3 separate regions of the Mus musculus genome follow, and regions 1 and 3 are each linked to region 2. Evidence: chromatin contacts called from public HiChIP or PLAC-seq and Micro-C data. All regions are on one chromosome and are shown on one strand. The core of a region is the stretch at or near the end of the contact, and the rest is flanking DNA. Distances in the headings are between cores, read along the strand shown.

Region 1 (4,339 bases), core at 327-2,826, 270 kb before region 2:
CACAGGCGTGCTTTCTGCTTACAAGTGCAGAGAGACGGATCCATAAATTACATCACACCTGCATGCCTGCACGCATATCCCAAGCTCACACGGAGCAAGATGCAGCTGTCTGGTCCCCACCCCTGCTGGATGATGGGGCCGCAGAAATGAACACCAGCTTAGCAGCCTACAAACCTAGGGTTCTGAGCTTCTCCGGATGGCAACATACATGAATTCACATCCCTAGCATATCGTGTAATCACAGAGCTACATGTTGCCCTGGCAATGAGGGCTTTCCAGACACAGTGATATGTTCTGAAGTGACAATGGTAAACATATAGAGCCGTTCTCAATTTTTGGGTAGGGGATCTGGCAGGAAGCAAAGGTCCTGGGTCTGAGTAGCTAAAATCTGTCTTACAAGTGGTGCAAGCAATGGCTGGGTATACAACATCATTGATTTGCAGAAAAGGACACAGCTACAGTCATGATGTGATGTGTTCATGTCACACACACTCAAAACAGAGTCTACTCTGTGTTAGAAATGTTTCTGACACTAATTCAAGTCAGGCTCTCTGAATAGAATGCTCAAACAATTAGGAGATATAATGGTGTTCTAATACATACATTCACATTGGATTAGCCAGTGACATGTATACACACTTAGATTACTAACACTCTGGGTAAACAAGGGCGAAGCCAGTCTCCAATATAGAGGGATTTTCAAATACAGACATTCACATGTATTCACCATGAAATAATGTTTTTCCTTTTGCCTCAAGGGTTCCACAGTGACTCAAAAGAAAAACATAAAATGAAAGTAGATACTTCAAGTCAATACAAGACAACCTTTTCTTAAACTTTAAAAAAAATACGCTATATACATTATTGTAAAGATGATAAGACTAAACGTAATGGCCTGAACTAGCCACACTGTCTAGCCAACATATAAACATGTTTAAATAAATGTCCGCTAAATACCATAATCTCTAAGCAGCTCACTGGCTTACCAAACTGGCTGAAATCGTTCACTGGTCTCTCAATGGTGCCCTATCTGGAGTAAACAGACGTATTAATATTTTTTATTCTCAGGAGATGTCAACAACATAGTCATAAATTCCTGGATGAAAAAGACCCCTGATATCCCAGGATTGAACTCAAGTTGTCAAAACTTGTACAAGAGTCTTTACCTGCTTAGCCATCCTGCTGCCCCATCCCCTCAACCAGGATTTTTGTAGTGAATTTTGTAGATCTATTTGGCAAAGAATATATGAGTGTTCCAGTTTCCTAGTCTGCTACACACCACTCTGCTACATGGGTTGGGTGGTTTTGTTTCATCTTCCGATCATCTCCTGTGTCACTACCCCATGTCCCCTCCTCCCAGCCCTTGCTCCATTTCCTTAGCCAGGAGTAGCTTCAGCCTCACTTGAGATCCTGCCACTTGCTCGCTCCACGCGCATTCACTGCATCTTACCTGTGTGCTATGCAGGTTACACCTAAGGGTTTACTAGTTCACCTCAGGTAAAGACTAGGGTTAGAGCGGACACTCCCTCCTTCCTTGCTTCATGACTTCAAACACTGCACTCGCTGGGACTTTCCCTTGGCTATAAAAAGAATTACTAATTCAATTCAATGATAACCACAGAGACAGACAGGCTGGTAACTCGCCTGACCCGAAGAAGTCATTCAATAAACACCACCAGGCACAGTTTATTTTAGGCCAGGGTGAAAAGGGGGATGCCAGTTCTTCTGGAAGCTGTGGGGTTACCTTAGAATTCTCATACATATTTTCAAAACTCGACTTCCTCTTACTCCCCCCTGGGAACGCTGGATTTCTGAATGCCTTTGTGGGTACAAGGCTACTTATCCCCACTCGGAAGCCCACATCCTTCACACTGAGAGCACAGTGCTGGTTAGAGTCTATTTCTTTCTGCACACAGAGGGAATAACTGGGAGATGCTACTACTAAAATCGACCTGTGCCAGGTGTTAGGACACACACACACACACAACTCCAGCTTCCGGAAGGTCAGGGCAGATGGATTTTGAGTTCAAGGCCAGTTTGGGCTATACAGGAAGTTCCTGTCTAAAAACAAAAACAAACATACAAACAAACAAAAACCCTAAGTATTACTTAGGAATTGTTTCAATTCTCAGACTTTGTTATGAATGGTACTGTTGTGAAATCTATGTTAAATGTAGATCATGGGTGCTGCTGACGAATGATCTGGGGCTCACGTTTGGGTTAGTTCATTTTCCACTCGCACCATTATAAATGACAATGTTCTCCACCCCTACGATGTAGATTTGGTTTAGGGTTTCATTATGATGACTGATACTCTCCTAGTTTTCATAAAAAACATGCTGGCTTTTTAATTTTGCTTTCTATTTCTGGGTTAGCTGTACATTATTGACAACTTATGCTGTCCAGACTATGGAATTTGGCAATACATTATATTTACACCACATTTGAAAATACTTTTCAGGGAGGATGGTTTTTCTTTTCTTCTTCGATTTAGCTGCTATGTATGTACTTGACCGTGGTGTTCTCACAGAATTAAGATTTTGCAAACTGATCTACTGACCCATGAATGTGTACCCTGGTAACTTTCTGGAACAAAATCATGGAGAGTAAGAGACAGGAAGAGGTACAAATCTTTCAACAGTACTTAGTGTGTTTGTTAAATGCTCTCCTCAAGTGTCATGGCTGAATACTAGGACACCAGCTGGTAAGCAGAACTTGTTGTTCCTGTGGTGGTACTGAGGTTGGTGGTGCCCAGAGGACTCTGGAAACAAAGAGGCCAGACATCATCTGTGTATATTGCATGCATGGGCATGAATGTATGGTGTGTGTGTGTGTGTGTGTGCTTTTCGAGGGATTAATACATGCTAATTAAGCAGGGCTTTTCTGCTTTTGTACTACATATAACTGAATGAACTAACAAATATCCTTCACATTAGAAACCTTTAATGCCGAGTCAGCTGGTTTCACTGTATTCATTGTTGGTCAAGCACTAGGAGATGTGGAATCCATAACCAGCCGTGTACAGGGCCTGTTGTGAAGGCCGCTGAACACAGGGTCTGCGCTCTGCCTTTTCCAGTTCTGTGCTCTCCTGCTGACAGGCCACGGCCTGGGAATTTGTGATCACTAAAATTCTCCGATTAGTCTGCACTCAGCACTGTCCAGAGGAATCAGAGCACACATCCTACCTGTGTCACCACCACGTGACCATGCTTAAAGCCACACCCCACCCCACCCTCACACACAGACACGTTGGCCTCTACTTAAATTGCTCGCCAGAAAGATGATTTAAATCACTTTCCAACAAATACAATTTCAGTATAGTTTTTCTCACCAAAGTATGTCCCCATTGTACAAACCCTATTGTAAGTTGCAGAAAATTCAGGTTTATAGTTTTCCATTGGAAGAAACTGTATACTAAATGTGTAAACTGTACAGAAACGGGCCCCTTAGGAAGCAGAACATTTTATTTTCCGTAGATAAATAAAGCAGATAGTGATAAAAAAAAATCACAGAAACAAAAGATTATCAGCTTGCTGGGTTAATTTTGGCAAGTCTTTTTTTGGGGGGGTGGGGGTGGGAAGGCTGTGTTGAAATAATCACTGAAACTCAAAATAACTGATACACTGTTGCAAACGTAAATGTTTACATATATGTATTGTATTTCAGATATTTTCTTCAATTATACGTAACAAATATACAAGTTTTAGCAAATATATAAATAAGTATTTTATTTCTAGATGAGAAATAGGAGCTGGAAAAAAATGTAAAAGAATGTCTCATCACAATTTAAAACAAACAAAATTCTTCCTAAATGAAAACCTTTGAAATGCAATGTTTTGAAGGATGCGTCTCCCCCCCCCCCCCCCATCACATAACTTCACCCAGTTGAAAGCTACTTCCCTCCTTTCCTCCGTAGAGAGATAAGTGTGATAATCTTTATGGCATACAGGTGAGAAAAAAGGTATTTCAGGAGACAGGCAAGGTGGGCAGAAAGGAGAATCTAGAGAGCCCGCCATTGTGGGGCCTGGAGACCGACCGAGGCTGGAACAGTAAAGGGTTCCAGCTTTGAATGTGAGAGAAATGGGGCTGTAATCCGAGCCCAGGAGAGGCAGGCAGCCACGGGAGCCCGGCTGTGAGGACGCTGGAGGATTAAGGAGATAAGCCTGTGGTAGCATTCCTGGAATTCTTGGAGGTGACCGGCTCTGGTTGCTAGGGACTGCAAAGGCAGGATCATTCTGACTAAATCCGAAATGGAAAGAAAAGGCTTGAATCTTGCTTTTAAAGATTTGTTTATATTTTTTTGTGTGTATGGCACCCACCCATACCTGACACCCAAGGA
Region 2 (4,373 bases), core at 265-2,764:
GGGCTGCTCCTAGGCCAGCACAACAAACAGAGGCTTATATTTGTGGGGTGATTTACTACCTCTCATTAGTGTTTTTTATACTTCACCGAGCTTAGATAAGCAAATTATATAAACACTTTATATATAAGCAAACCATGTCAGATGTCAGGACTCAAAATATGTATTTAATTAAAGGAATACATCTCTTAATACCAAAGCCCTAAATACATATTAAATAATACCCTCATCAGAAGGTAAATGAGATACGCTACCCAACAGAAACTAAGTGACCCACATATACAGTAATATGTCCGTTAATGAGGCAGATGCATGCCAAGAACACGCTTCAGTGTCAGAAACGTCATTACTCAATGAAGCAATAATGTGAACACCGTGAGGGAGAGCATCCAAGGGGGACAGAGAAGAAGTGGGCACAGTGTAAAATTATTAGACATTAACCCAAAGAACAGCGAGGGACACAAGAGCGGCAGGACTGAGAGGGAGTGGACAGGAAGCTGGCCTGGGATCAGGAAAGTATGGAAAAACTACTGGAAGGAGATAACTGCTGGACAGGCTGGACAAGTGTAGCCAGCTTACAGCCTGATTGGGTCACGCCCAGAACCCCAGAAGAAGCCTCCTTTGAGAAAAAAACATTGGGCAGGCTTGGCACATCTCTGAAAATACACAGTCTAGAGAGGAGAGACAGCCACACACACACACACACACACACACACACACACACACACACTCCCTAAATGCAACAACCATGACCAGATCGGGATCAGAGTCATTCCTATGTGACTTCAGCCCATTCCATATTGAACCAAACACTTGAAGGTCGTTTAATAACAGGAGGTGCCCTGTGTTGTTCCATTAGTATTAACCTGGTTTATGGTCTATACAGACCAAAACTCAGAACACAAAGCACAGCTCATCAAAGAATCAATGTCCTCATGAAACTGACGTTGGATGGAGCTTCCTGTCTCTGCCTGCCTGCCTCCCCTCACCCACTCTGTGTGTGTACAGAGATGTATATGTTGAAGCTGCAGGTTGACATTGGGACCTTCCTCTTTTGCCTCGTTACTATAGCATCATCTGGATATAGTCTCATGTTAACCTGGAGCCTGTCAATCAGGCTGGACTGGCCGGCCAGCCATCTCTAGGGATCCATCCGTTCCTTTGGAGCTGGGATCATGGGTGTGCTCTGCCATCCTAGCTTTTCTCGGGGGCACTAGGAAGCCTAAGCTGTTCCTAGTCTCGTAAACTAAACACTTTACAAACTGATCCACCTCCAGCCCCAGAGTCCTTTATTTCCTTACCGAGGCAAGAGGCTGGCAAACGGGTTGACACTGGGCAAACAGAAGGGACAGCAGCAAACCAAGAACTGCGAGACTCAGAGACTGGGGAACCCCTAGATTTTGCTGATTTCCTATTTATGCGATCAACCGAGCAGGACAAACACACTCTATTCACGGAGGTATTTTAGGCCCATGCAGCTGCGTGGATTAGCAGGAGCTCCGCTGCCCAGTCTTATGACTCATGCCAACATTGCTATATATGATTTATAGAGACTTAAAGGGAGAGAAAACAGCCAGTTCTGTGGTGCTGGAGCTTCATTCTCAGATGACCTGCTTCCTGCTGGAATAGAAGCATCCTCAGCTGGGCAACAGACAGACAACCACGGGCAGAGAGTCTGTGGCCTCCAGCTGCCATTGAAGGTTTATTGGCAGGAAACCTGTATGGACACTGATAGAGATGGATGTCACTTAAACCGGATGTCACTTCAAACATGGGTCTTGGACCGGGAAGATGGTTCAGTGGGTAAAGGCACTTGCCACCAAGCCTGATACTCTGAATTGGATCCCTGGAACCCGCATGACAGAGGAGAGAGAGAATGTCTATGAATACTCCTTTCTCCAATCTCTCTCTCTCTCTCTCTCTCTCTCTCTCACACACACACACACACACACACACACACACACACACACACACACACACTATTTTTTAATGGGTCTTGGATTGGGGAAATGGCTTGCTGATTAAAACACATCCAAAGCAAACATGAGGTCCAAAGCTCAGAATTCCAGACCATTAAAGCTGGTGGCCATGGGGGTCCAGCTATAATTCCAGCCCCAAGGAAGAGACAGGCTGGCTAGTGGGACCAACCATACCAATACCTTCATCTTAAGTTAAACTGTGAGAGGCTCAAGACATAGCTACACACACAAGAACACATGTAAGAGACGAGAACATGTCAAGTTGAAAGATTTCCAAAAGAAATCAGGGTGACAAATTTTAAAACAGGGAAAGTCTATGTCAACTAGGTTCTGTTTGAAGTTGGAAAATGTGTCAACATTTTTTTATATAATGCACCCCCCCGCCCCCTGCTTAGCAAACCTGTTAAGGACCCTGTCTTTTGGTGATTTCTGCTGTGGTTAGTTTTGAAGCAGGCTTTGGTGTTGTTTTTGTGTGACCCAACTTCTGCCCCCACTGACATAGGCACAAAGAATGTGTGCAATTGGCTGCAGATAGTTTTTCTACTATCTGCCCCTGGACGCTTTGCAGATGGGCACTTGAACTGCATCAAAGTGTCTCGCTGCTCTGTGCATCTGCCGAACTTCAAAGCCTCAGCACTGGGTGTTGTAATGAGGCATATCATATCATTCTAAAGGGCCGATTATACTCTATTGTGTGGATATTTATGGAGATGCCCCCGTATCTTTCTTAACATACTATGTAGCCTCATTGGGGTCTTTCTGTTTCTGTTAATTGTCTAGGGCCAGCAAGATGGCTCAATAAGTAAAAGTGCTTTGCCACCAAGCCTGCTAGCCTGACAACTTCAGTTGATTTCTGAGACCGACATGGTGGAAGGAAGGAAAGAATGAAAGAACGATTCTCCCACAAATTATCTAATTGGCCCCTAACCATATCTCTCTCTCTCTCTCTCTCTCTCTCTCTCTCTCTCTCTCCCATCCCTTCTTACACACACTCAAGAAAATATGAAAAATATTTTAAAAGAACTGTCTAGGGAAATTATCTAAGGAAACAGGTTGGAATCACTAGCCTGAGACTGGTCCAGTTGACTTTTCCTTCAGGGTTACTATGCAACATTGTTTTGCTAACCATTCTAGAAGGTTCTAACAGCCAAGTAGTTGGGGCACTTCCCCGAGGAGTGGGAAGAAGCTGGTGAGTTTCCCAGAAGTTGCAATCTTAGAAAAAGAGTCACTTTTATAAACATGATATGTAGAGGGTTCTAAGTGGAGAGGAATCCGGAGACACCGGAGCAAACAGTCATCTGAGTTGAACTTTCTGATGATGGAGACTTTCTATAATTCCACATGGTAGCCCCCAACCACCAACCACAGGAGGCTCGTGTGCAACTTCAATGTGGCTGGTCTGACTGAGGAAATGAGGTCTTGATTTCTTTGCATTCTACTTCAATTATCACAAGTGGCCAGTGGTTATTGTATAGAGTAGAATAATTCTCAAAGTTAACTGCCCTGCTCAAGTGTGTGTGTGTGTGTGTGTGTGTGTGTGTGTGTGTGTGTGTATGTGAGAGAGAGAGAGAGAGAGAGAGAGAGAGAGACTGTGTGGTGTGTGAGTGCATATGTGAATGAGTGTGTGTGTGTGTGTGTGTGTGTGAGAGAGAGAGAGAGAGAGAGAGAGAGAGAGAGAGAGACTGTATGGTGTGTGAGTGCATATGTGAATGAGTGTGTGTGTGTGTGTGTGTGTGTTTAGAAAGTCAAGGACCTATATTGAAGGAAAGAAAAGAAAAAGGAATTAAAAAAAAAAAGAGCTCTCAGTTGAATCTTCCTGGAAAATCCTTTTGAATTGTTCCTACAATCCCTCTACCCAAGCTGAGGCCAGGTCTGTTGTCCTAAAGAGAATGGTGTCGTCATTTATTTTCATTAATCATTAGGGAGCAAGACTGTCATGCCCACGTATAGGCTGGGCACTTCTCTGCATCCACGCCTACTGATTGATAGCATTTCAAGCAATTTTGTGCTCGGCAGTGGACAAGGGGGAAAGGTAATGGAATCGCTCCTTCATTTACCAGGGCAAGCCAATAACGTGACATTGTGTGTGCCTGTCAGTTTTATACATCGAGGGTGCCCAATAACAGGTACCAAACCCGCCCCTTTAATGCAACATAAATCAGGAGGTGTACAAGTGTAGTGGGGTCACCAAGAGGCCACGGGAACTGCAGGCTTGTCCACTTGTCTGGTTTTGAGCCTTCGTATTATTCCCTGGGCCAGGAAAAAACCCACGCAATTCTCCCTACACTGTTGGGAAGGCCAAAGAACACGGAACATACCACAGTTGTGTGCACAGAAAGGCTAAGTGAAGGTGGGTGGCTGTCTACAGTCTGGCCAGTGTGTGGGGCAGGGGGTCTC
Region 3 (4,329 bases), core at 1,680-4,179, 370 kb before region 2:
CAATAACTGTGGGTTCAGCACTCTCACATCCCTGTGTCACTAGTAGTTTTTCAGCAGCAGAACTGAGCTAGAAAAGGACAGACAGAAAAGGACAGAGAGAACACACACACACACACACCCCACTGGTACCCATAGAGGGCCAAGGAAAACAGACAAGGAAGGAGGAGGGGTGGTGGGATTGCCTGGAGCCGTCAAGAGGTCACAGGCACACCGTGATCAGCAGCAAACTCAGTTTACAAAGAGACATCTGTTCCATTGCTCCAGTGCATTGTGGCTAATTACATCCTGGCCCGTCTGTGAAATGACAGCCACTTATTCTCCAGTGAACCGTAAAATCTGTACATGTTCGATTTTGGGAGTGGGAGAGCAGAGGCGGGGAGGCTGGAGTGGGGGGGGGGGAGGGGGGACCAAAGGGAAAGAGAAAAGGCAGGAGGGACCACTTTCTCACAAGAGAGCCTGGTCAAGTACTAGTGGACGGACAGGAGAGCACCTGTCCACTGTCCATGTCTCCAGCACGGACATGGAGGTGAGATTCTCTGGCCTCGCTGTTGCTACTGTTCCTTTCTATGCAAAGACAACGGTGCCAATAGTGGTGGCCTGAACTTCTCCATCACCACTGTGGCCCGGGTAAAGGCTTGCTCATTTGCTGTAGTTTCCAGGAGCTGGTAAAAGAGGCAGCTGGTCGGAAGCAGGGTGTAGCCCCAGATGGGCAGGGCAAGGGTTTGCCATAAGCCCTCTGGAAGTGCAGGTCAGAGCATCTATTTCCACTTGGGCCCCTGCTTTCACAGGAAAGCCTCTTTTATATACTGAGAATGGGGTGCTGGCCTCGATGGAGATGGAGGAATTAGCAACAAGCATTCTTAAGCAGGAAAAATATACAGAAGAAGCCTTATAGACTAAAACAAACAAACAAACACCCCCAAACTAAAAAAGCCCAACTTTCTACATGAATTTGATTGACATTAAAACATTATCCTAACCACAACAAACCATAATCACTTGTGTATCTCAGTGACAAGACCCAGGGGCATAAAGACAGGAATGAGAGACAGATCCATTAAAAACATAGGTTTCAGTTGACGGTGGGCTTTAGTGGGGTGCTTATCGTTCTTATACAAAAGCACCTGCTGGGGAGTCATACAGCCTTCTGCTGGAATCCGTATAAAACCCAACTGGTGATATGACGAGGGTTAAACTGTGGTAAAACATAGGTCTCCGTTCCTCTTGGAGCAATGCTGGGTTCTGTGGGTCACATTTACAGCCACAAAAGCTCTGGCGCAAAGGATTACTCCCCACTTCTATTGGCTCTCATCTGTTTGCGCACATGGAGGCCCAGTCAATGTACCTTTAGACCTGGTGTAAGGCAGATTCTAAACCCAGAAGTTAAGGTTTGGGTGCCTGCGTGTCCGAGTGTGTGTGTGTGTGTGTGTGTGTGTGTGTGTGTGTGGTGCCTTTAGGCTGGGCGAGCATAAGCGGGAAGCTCAGTCAGCCAGCAGCGAACATGAAGCACCATATAAGAATGCTCTAGAAAGTTTTACTAATTTTGAGTCAAAGCAATTTTAATAACTCTGCATTAACTACAGTCATGTCATATAATTAATCAGAAGGTAACCACCACTGTCTGGGAGATGGGGTTCAGGAAGTTAAGCATAATTAGAGAGGAGATGTGAGGCGCAGACGAAGCCTTGCATTTGTGTGTACCCCAAGAAGTTAGTTCTGGTCGGCGGCTAAGGGAAAGGTCATCTACAGAGTCCCATGCTGCAGATACGTTTCCTTTTGACTGAGGAAAACTGAACAGCTCTGATGAAAAGATAAAGAGAAGGAGCAAGAGGAAGATGTCTCCTCTGATGTGAATTCTTTTGTTTTTGTTCTTTTTGAGACTGGACCTCGCTGTGTATCCAGGACTGGCCTCGAACTTGCTATGTGGATCAAGATAGCCTCGAGTTCACAGAGATCTGCCTGCCTCTGCCTCCCGAGTCAGACTGCCATGTCAGACTCCTGTAAACTCTCTTATGTCTGCTTAGTGTCCAAAGAAGCCAGAAGAGGGGCCAGATCCCTCTGCAACTGGAGTTACAGACAGTTATGATCTATCATGTAGGTGCTGGGAATTGAACCAGGGTCCTCTGGAAGACCAGCCAATGCTAAGTCATTTCTCCGAAACCTGATGTAAATTCTTGAGTAGCAACTTGGATCCAGGTAAAGTTAAAGTTAATATAAAGGTTTTCGCTAAGAGCTGAAGGTAAAGAGAGATGGCTCCCTGCCCACTGCATCAATGGCTACACAGATGCAACAAGACGAAGGGGCTAAAGAATTCTTGAAAACTGCCTTTACTAGAGGATGGGGCTGAGAATCTGACACTCATTAATAGGAATCCCCATACTTCCTCAGATTCAGCAACCACGAGTGAGCTCATGATTTGCCGTACCGCCCCTCATCCTTGTCCAACAGATCAATTTATTTTTTTCATGGAATATTCTTTTGTTGGCCTGTCTTTTGCTCCTCCCCCAACGAGCAACTGAGTTCGGAGCGGATATGCAGTGTGAGCGTGCGTGTGTGTGTGTGTGTGTGTGTGTGTGTGTGTGTGTGTGTGTACACCCAGGATGCAGTTTCTTGTTCCCACCCTACATTGTTTGTTGAAATAAATATGGAAATCAGGTTGAGCAAGCCAGCCAAGCCAGCCAAACTGAAATAAATTCATCACTCATGGGCTCTCAGGGGAGGGCAACAGTGCATTTTTTTCTAAATGATTATTTCTGAAGCACCGAAGGAATGGCTATATCACTAATGAGGCCTGTATGCCATGACTGCTGATTATAAATGACCCGCAAAGAGACAAGGAGATGGTGGGTATGGAGATACACTTGGGAGGATCGAGAGAAGCAGCTGGGGGTGGAGGCTGCTACCACCAGGGCCAAGCGGAGGAGACGCACCCAGAACGCACTCTGTTTTTCTCATCCAGAGCTCCATTCCCAGAGCAGCATGTGACTTATTCTGTGTGAGTTCGGGTGAGTGGAAAGTTTCCAAATGCCTCACAAAGACAGCAAAAAACAGCTCATGGCTGTGTCCTCAGGGCGCCAGAGATATCCCTCTCTTCTGTGCATAGAAGTTCTTACTAGATCTGCAGAAGATCTAGTAGGGACTCAAGGGACACAAACCATACCATGGCACTAAGTGATGGCTCGACTCCCCACTAGAGGCTGTTTCTTGATAGCTGTGAACTTGGACTAGAGGATGGAAAGCCAGTCCTGGCATCAGAAAGCAAGTGTTCTCGGAGCAGATGGTGGAGGCCAGGCCAGGCAGACAACTCTAGATTCACAAACCTAGGACTCTCAAAAAGTCAAGAGGGATTGCCACAAAAGGGAGCTTTGTGACTCAGTGGCACTCCTAGTCCACGGTGATCTAAGGAAATATCCATAGCATTTCAGCATGACCTGGCAGGACTCGTTCAGACAGCAGGACCTGGTGTGCAATGTCGGCTGCTAGAAAAGGCCCACAAGGACCCAAGTTCAAATCCCCAGAACCTATGTAAACAGCTGGGTGTCTCAGTAGCAAGTACCTGTAATTCCAGAACTACTCTGGCGAGATGGGTGGTCGAGACAGGGGAATCTCTCAAAGCTTAGGGCAGGCTAAGGTGGCATATGCAACAGTGAACTAGAGACCGTTTCTCAAAGATGGTGGAAAATTGGGAGACACCTCTACATGTGCGTTGTGTGCATCCATGTCTTCATTCACACACACACACACACACACACACACACACACACACACACAGAGCACAATGGCCTGGCACGAACCACCTTTGACAAATGACATGACCTAGTCTTTGAAGGCAGAGGCACAAGCAACTAACATATGCTTTCTGTTGCTGTTGTTGTTGTTTGGCCTGGCATTGCGGTGTAGCACAGGCTAGTGTGGTCTTTTTATGTAGCCCAGGGTGGTGTGTGGTGATTCTTCAGCCTCTGCCTCGCAACTGCTTTTGTGAGCTTTTAACAACCAACAGTGAATTTGAAAATGAGTGTATCACTATGTTTATTGCCCTATGGCAACATCCTTCTAGAAAGTACTGGTGGGAGGAAAGGCCCTTCTGCAGCCTATCAGACTAGGGCTTTGCGACACGACATGAAACCAATCAGAGACTGGGATGGGTCCAGGGGCTCCTGAGCTTATGGAAGAGGCTTGCTGTTTGTCCACTGTGTGCCCTCCTGCAACATCCAAAGAGGATTCCAGAAATAGTGTTTCATAGCTCCCATGCATCCTTCCGCATGCACAGCTGTAGATGGAGAGTCCCCCGCCATTCACAGACTCCGAGTGAAGCCCGTGCGTTGGCTC

What was found. Hi-C and Micro-C count contacts between places; a contact is called where the count stands out from the background. HiChIP or PLAC-seq counts read pairs in DNA pulled down with a chosen protein or histone mark.
Region 1: a contact with region 2 is called in a Micro-C map of the HL-1 cell line, with 2.5 times the contacts expected there. The contact joins two enhancer-like sites. A contact is called at or near these places in 7 of 484 Hi-C or Micro-C datasets (ECoMG myeloid progenitors, the HL-1 cell line, the N1E-115 cell line and 4 more), 5 of 115 datasets of contacts at active chromatin or transcription factors (the NIH/3T3 cell line, bone marrow-derived macrophages, embryonic forebrain and 2 more) and 2 of 9 other capture datasets (embryonic stem cells and embryonic trunk).
Region 3: an H3K27ac HiChIP or PLAC-seq map of VIP interneurons shows a contact between it and region 2, with 4 times the contacts expected there. The contact joins two enhancer-like sites. A contact is called at or near these places in 1 of 484 Hi-C or Micro-C datasets (bone marrow-derived macrophages), 9 of 115 datasets of contacts at active chromatin or transcription factors (VIP interneurons, astrocytes, bone marrow-derived macrophages and 5 more) and 4 of 9 other capture datasets (adipose tissue, embryonic stem cells, liver and 1 more).

Annotation. Positions count from the first base shown.
Region 1 is chr3:51,904,500-51,908,838 of GRCm38.p6, forward strand. All of the region lies in intron 1 of Maml3 (mastermind like transcriptional coactivator 3), which reads right to left. Among named protein-coding and RNA genes, the nearest start is that of Maml3, 200 kb to the right of the region's middle. RefSeq lists an enhancer at 3,072-4,339. Within about 2 kb of position 1,577, at least 49 of the 459 cell types and tissues checked have an H3K27ac peak or open chromatin away from gene starts, as enhancers often do. A contact at or near this core is called in the HL-1 cell line, where this site is marked.
Region 2 is chr3:52,174,802-52,179,174 of GRCm38.p6, forward strand. The region is part of intron 1 of Gm30074 (a long non-coding RNA gene); the gene reads right to left. Among named protein-coding and RNA genes, the nearest start is that of Gm30074, 3.1 kb to the right of the region's middle. Within about 2 kb of position 1,515, at least 14 of the 459 cell types and tissues checked have an H3K27ac peak or open chromatin away from gene starts, as enhancers often do. A contact at or near this core is called in the HL-1 cell line and VIP interneurons, where this site is marked.
Region 3 is chr3:51,805,477-51,809,805 of GRCm38.p6, forward strand. All of the region lies in intron 2 of Maml3 (mastermind like transcriptional coactivator 3), which reads right to left. Among named protein-coding and RNA genes, the nearest start is that of Gm46803, 100 kb to the left of the region's middle. Within about 2 kb of position 2,930, at least 29 of the 459 cell types and tissues checked have an H3K27ac peak or open chromatin away from gene starts, as enhancers often do. A contact at or near this core is called in VIP interneurons, where this site is marked.